2 separate regions of the Sus scrofa genome follow, and region 1 is linked to region 2. Evidence: chromatin contacts called from public Hi-C data. All regions are on one chromosome and are shown on one strand. The core of a region is the stretch at or near the end of the contact, and the rest is flanking DNA. Distances in the headings are between cores, read along the strand shown.

Region 1 (2,997 bases), core at 42-2,541, 83 kb after region 2:
TTGGGGTAGTGGTGGTAATTAAGGGCCTTGTTAAAGGGTCTCCCAGTTATATGGGGAAATAAAATAAACCAGCAGTGAGACGGGCTGACGATGAGAATTTGCTCACCTCCCCAGCCTAACTATGTTCTCCAGAACCAGAAAACAGCAAAAGTAGAGCCGAGCACGCAGCCAATCCCTCCAGCTCGTGAGGCTCAGAACGGCAATAGGAGTATCACTATTAACACTACATTAATCATAGCTCCCGTCACTGAGGACCTACTGTGTGCACCATCCTTTACACAAATCATTTCAACCACCCTTCAAAACAGCACCCTGAGAAAGGAAGTAGGACCATTCCATTCCACAGGGGAGAAAACCGAGGCTCAGAAACTGTCCTTGGCCCCAGATTCACCCAGTGAGGACTACATGGCAAAACTGGGACTAGAATCAGGTAGGTCTGTCTGGCTCTGAGACCCACAGCTTAACCAGAAGGAGCACTGGAGGAGGAGTCCAGGAGGTCAGGGTTTAAGTCCTGCTTCTATAACGTGTTTTGTGGCCTCAGATAAGCCTCTTCTCTTTCGGGGCCTTTGTCTCCCCCACTTCCTCAAAGAGGGTGGTTCAGGTGACGGTGAAGTTCCATTGCCACTCAGATCTTCTGACACTCTGTGAACTCCCGTGCCCTGCCCCCGCCCCCCGCCCCACCCACCATCTCTGGAAGCCAGCAGAATAGAGTAACCACCCACTTGGTGGCAGAGAAAGAAGTACCACTTTCCCGTGGCTGTCTCCTGCCTCCGCGCAGCCCGGGACACCCAGGAACCACAAAGCCACAGGATTTCCTGGAGCTGGGCCATGGGAGCAGCAGCCCAGGGGGCAGAGGGGCCAGGCGTGCCCTTGAGGCCATGGCTTCCTCTGCCTCCCTTCTCGGCAGGGTGTGCGGAAGTTGGGGAGGCAGGCTCTGGCTCCGTGCCCTGCTGGCTCCATTTCCCAGGGCCCCCAGGGCCCGGGGTGGTGGGAAAGTGGTCACTTTGGGAGACTCCCCGGCTCACCCTGGAAGGCTGCGTACAAATGGAGGTTTAAAGACAGGTCTATCTGGCTCCAAAGGCAAATTGTGCAGACATACTCTGCTGTCAGGAGCATCCTGCAGCCCCTGGGATGCCCCCTCGCCCTCTCCCCCATCCTCTGAAGTAGCTGCTACAATCCCACATCCAGGTCACAGAAGCCGCCTTCCCCTCAGGACAGGTGAAAGTTCCGAGGACCACTCTCACTGCTCCCCAGATGCTGGTCTCCCTGCCTCACTCCTGCCCCCTACAGGCCATTCCCCACACAGCAGCCAGGGCCCTTCTAAAATAGAAACCAAGGACAGAGTCATCCCCTACTTGGAGCCCCACAGTGGCTCCTCTTTTTTTTTTTTGTTTTTGCTTTGCTTTCTAGGGCCGCGCCTGCAGCATACAGAGGTTCCCAGGCTAGGGGTCTAATCAGAACTACAGCTGCCAGCCTACACCATGGCCACATGGCCACAGCAACGCCAGATCTGAGCCGTGTCTGTGACCTATACCACAGCTCACGGCAACACCAGATCCTGAACCCACAGAGTAAGGCCAGGGATTGAAGCCACAACCTCATGGTTCCTAGTTGGAAAATGAAATGCTAACTTTCCCTCCTGCCTGACAAGGCCCTGCATGACCTGGTCCCTCCTTGCCCATCTCTTCCTACCCACTTCCCTCTCGCTCCCTCTGCCCAGCCACAACGGCCTTCCCACCATTTGTAATGTGCCAAATCCCTCTTCCCCGCCTCAGGTCCTTTGCACATGCTGTTCCTTCTGTTTGAAACCCTCCCCTCCATCTTTGCCCGCTTGCTCCCTCCTCATCCCTTGGGTCTCGGCTCCCTGACCACCTAGAGACCCCCCTCCCTACTTCACAGCACGTCACCGTCACCATTTTCTTTCCTTTCCTTTGACGTGCTCTTTCTGGTTGTTGGGTTTAGTCTCTGGCTTCCTCCCCTAGAATGGAGTCTTTAAGGGCAGGGATTCTGCTGCCTCATCTGCTTCTGTTTCCACAATGATACACAACCTCGTTCCGTCTTTATAACCCTACGGATGAGGATGCAGGAGCTCAGAGAGGTGGAGTGACTTGCCCAAGGTCACAGAGCACAGAAGCGGCAGGATTCAGACCTAACTCTGCCCTGTTACCTCTGGGAAGCCTCGGCGAGTGGGGCTCCTGGGGCCAGGGGCCTGCTCTGGGGGGGGCTCTCATCCAGGGAGGACTGACTCGCAATGAGGTGCTTAGGGAGGGTACCAAGAATGGTGAGCCTACCCACTTTCCCAAACGGTCCTTCCTTGGAGGTATGGGACGGCTGGGGCTCTCCAGTGGAGAAGCACAGAGCAACTGGAAGCAGAAGGCTCCCAAATGAGGGGAGTCCACCAGAAACCGGGGAGCTGTGGAAACCTTCAACCCACACAATGTCTTGCAGAAGCAGAAACTGAGAACCAGGTAGAGGCAGGGACTTGCCTAAGGTCACAGAGCCAATCCGCGGTAGAGCCTCATGGCCTGGGGTCTCCAGGGCCAGGACCCCTTCCCTGTCCTGAGAAATGACAGGTACCTAGACAAAGCTCAGGGTCTAGGCAGAGCCCCTGCCTGGAGCTGCCAGGCCCTGAAGGCAGAAGCAGCGAGGACAATGTGGATCCGAAGCATTAAGACAGAGAAGGACTTAAATTCCACCCATCTTTCCAAAAACCTTCATCGAGGAAGTCCTCCAGGTCAGGCCTTTGGGCCCCTTGGCAAAGAGGTGAACAGTCCTCCTGCAGAACCGTGTGGCTGCTTCTAGGACAGTTAATAAACACATCAAGCCTCCGACCCAGCAGTTCCACTCCTAGGACCTGCGCAAAGCGCTTACATTCAGAGAGAGACATGGGGGAACCTCACCGCCGCCCAAACTGGAATGACTCCAATGTCATCCACAGACATTTCCATGCCCATCGACCCAGCGGGGTGCAACAGAGCCTCAGGGCACAAATATGGG
Region 2 (2,811 bases), core at 283-2,782:
AAGGCCGGAGACCAAGGTGGGGAGGCCAGGAGGTGATCCCAGCTGTGTCTGGGAGTTGACATCCCTCCTGGGGCCCACAGTGACTCATCAGCACCCCTAAAGATTCACTGTGCTGCAGTGACCCCCATGTGCCCAGAGAAGGCAAGCCTCCCCTTTCACAACTTCTTCCTGCAAAAATCTCATCGCTGGGCGCCTCCAGAAATAATGGAGGTTCAGAAACTAGACGCCCGCCGCCCAGGGCAGGTCTGCCCCGACCCTGTTGCTTGCCGAACGCAAAACAGGCCCCGAGGTGGAGCCCATCCTCATCCCAGCCTCCGGGCCCCTTACTTGGATCACGTTGCTGTTGGAGTTCTTGGAGTCGGCGCTGACGTAGACGGAGAAGAAGGGCGAGGTGCGGTAGTGGGACGTGACCACCTGCAGGGTGTCCTGGAAGTTGTCCTTGTCCCAGGGCCCTGTGATGTTCCAGCCCCCGAGCTGCGGGGAGAGAGAGAGGGAATGGAGAGGGGATGAATGAGGCAGTGGGAGACCCGGGTGGGGATTCTGATGCTGCGGCTGACTTGCTCTGTGACCCCTGGTAGTCCTCTGACCTCTCTGAGCCTCAGGGGCAAATGAAAGGGACCGTCTGTCTTCCTTAGGGGTTTCTGACCAGCGAGCTGGAGACCCCGGTGAAGCAAAGACATAGCCTGGACGTGCGGGCCATGAACACACAGGATGGCTGCTCCCTAGGTGGCTGGGGACGGGAATGGGGATGGGAAGGAGACATTCCCTGTACTCTGGTCACTTTTTTTGGTCTTTTTAGGGCTGCACCTGCGGCATATGGAGGTTCCCAGGCTAGGGGTCAAATTGGAGCTGCAGCTGCCGGCCTACACCACAGCCACAGCAACACCAGATCTGAGCTGCGTCAGTGACCTACACCACTGCTCGTGGCAATGCCAGATCTTTAACCCACCGACTGAGGCCAGATCGAACCTGTGTCCACATAGATACTAGCTGGGTTTGTTACTGCTGAGCCACAACAGGAATTCCTACTCCGTTCACTTTTAAATACTCAACTATGTGAATGAAATGCCTTTGAAAAAAATTATTTATTTATTGTTTTATGGCCATGCCCGCGGCATAGGGAAGTTCCCAGGCTAGGGGTCTAATCCGAGCTGTAGCTGTTGGCCTGCACCACAGCCACAGCAACGCCAGGTCTGAGCTACGTCTGTGACCTACACCACAGCTCATGGCAACACAGGAGCCTTGACCCACTGAGCAAGGCCAGGGAATTGAACCTGCATCCTCATGGATACTAGTTGGGTTTTCAACTGCTGAGCCACAATGGGAACTCCCTGAATGTAATTCCTATTAAGGCAGTAATTCAATTGTGCCTGCAAAAGAAAGGGTCCATATTTTTTCAAAGGTTGATGAGTTAAGGTCTACTTGAGTTTCTCTCAGAGCTGGGACTTCTGTCATCTCCTCAGTCGTCCTGGTTGGCTAAGTGCTAGCCCGTGGGACCTGTGCCAGAGGGGAGGGACTGTCCAGTCCCCAGGGTCCACCGCTCCACACCCTGTCGCAAGGCCTCTCCTGAGCTGACCCACGGGTTGGGCCTAGAGGGAGTAGAAGGCCCCCCTGAAAACCGTTCCTTCTGGCAGCCTGGCCAGCCTGGGGCGGCCCCCTGCTGGAGTCCATCCTGTCGGAAGGTGCTCAGGGGGATGCAATCTGCTCCGGGGGCTGGGGGGGCCCTGAGCCAGTGGCCCTCCTCACAGGGAGGGCTCTGCTTCTGGTCCCAGGCTATTGGTCCTTCCAGAACAGACCCTTTCTGACCTCTGACACACAAACATGCCCTCTGAGGAAACGGAAGTAGCAACACAGAAAAATGTTTTCCCTGTAAATATGGGCCCTGTCCCACTCACAGACGCCCAGGCAGACATCTCGCAAATACACACAAACCTTCCCACTTACACAGAGATATGTGAGCATATGTGCATGTGCATTGCAAATACACACACACAATCACTCAGACAGCCTGACACATGTCAGCAGACAGACTCTATGATCCAGCTGAGTGAGGTGGCTGGAGGTGTGAGGTGGCCAGGCCCCGGTGGTAGCTAAGAACTGGGGTGGAAGCCAGGGGGACAGGCAGGTGGCAGGGGCAGGAAGAGATGGGGGACAGGGGACAGGGGGAGAAAGAGGGCAGGGGGAAGAGACAGGAGGAGATGGGGGCAGGGGGAGATGGGGGAGGGGCGGGGGGAGATGGGGAGGGGCAGGGGAAGATGAGGGCAGGGGGACACCCCAGGGGGTTCACCTTCTCAATCAGCTCCATCAGGGGTTTGGCTTTGAGCTCCTCAATCCTGGTTTCGTTCATACACGCACGGTAGTATACCTGGGCCTTCCTTTCTGCCTCGCTCACACTGGCTGTGGAGTTTTCTGGAAGGACAAGGGACAGCAGTTTGCAACATGCCGCCATGTGCATGTTGGGTAGCCCTCGGTTGGGGAGTCTCTCTGGGAACCTCGGTGTTCTCAGCTGTGACAAGAACTTGGACTTGGGCCTGTCAGCGCAGGTGGGGAACATGGTCACAGCGGGGATGTGACCGCCCATAAGCAGACGGAGTGAAGTGGAGGGGCCCTTGCTTTAGCTGAACTGACTGTAAGTAAAGAGAGGAGATCGTGTTCCCCCCCTTCTGCTGGACGGGCTCCCAGATGTGTCCCCGGACTGGCAGCAAGGGCCACCTGGCAGGAGGACAGTCTGTTTCCTCTACTGGCCAGCGCGTGGCCCAAACACCCCTGCCTGGTGCACGGGACAGAGACCTGTCTTGGTTTTCAGATCCC

Evidence for each region. Hi-C and Micro-C count contacts between places; a contact is called where the count stands out from the background.
Region 1: a Hi-C map of fetal liver shows a contact between it and region 2, with 1.9 times the contacts expected there. The contact joins two enhancer-like sites. A contact is called at or near these places in 3 of 5 promoter capture datasets (fetal liver and liver), 11 of 47 Hi-C or Micro-C datasets (alveolar macrophages, brain, embryonic fibroblasts and 6 more) and 1 of 2 datasets of contacts at active chromatin or transcription factors (skeletal muscle).

The regions. Positions count from the first base shown.
Region 1 is chr6:79,519,285-79,522,281 of Sscrofa11.1, forward strand. No RefSeq gene overlaps it. Among named protein-coding and RNA genes, the nearest start is that of ECE1, 55 kb to the left of the region's middle. Within about 2 kb of position 1,292, at least 35 of the 83 cell types and tissues checked have an H3K27ac peak or open chromatin away from gene starts, as enhancers often do. A contact at or near this core is called in fetal liver and retroperitoneal adipose tissue, where this site is marked.
Region 2 is chr6:79,435,774-79,438,584 of Sscrofa11.1, forward strand. It overlaps ECE1 (endothelin-converting enzyme 1), which reads right to left. Exons shown (of 20, transcript XM_021097679.1): 4 at 2,288-2,409; 5 at 328-474. Among named protein-coding and RNA genes, the nearest start is that of ECE1, 29 kb to the right of the region's middle. Within about 2 kb of position 1,533, at least 5 of the 83 cell types and tissues checked have an H3K27ac peak or open chromatin away from gene starts, as enhancers often do. A contact at or near this core is called in fetal liver and retroperitoneal adipose tissue, where this site is marked.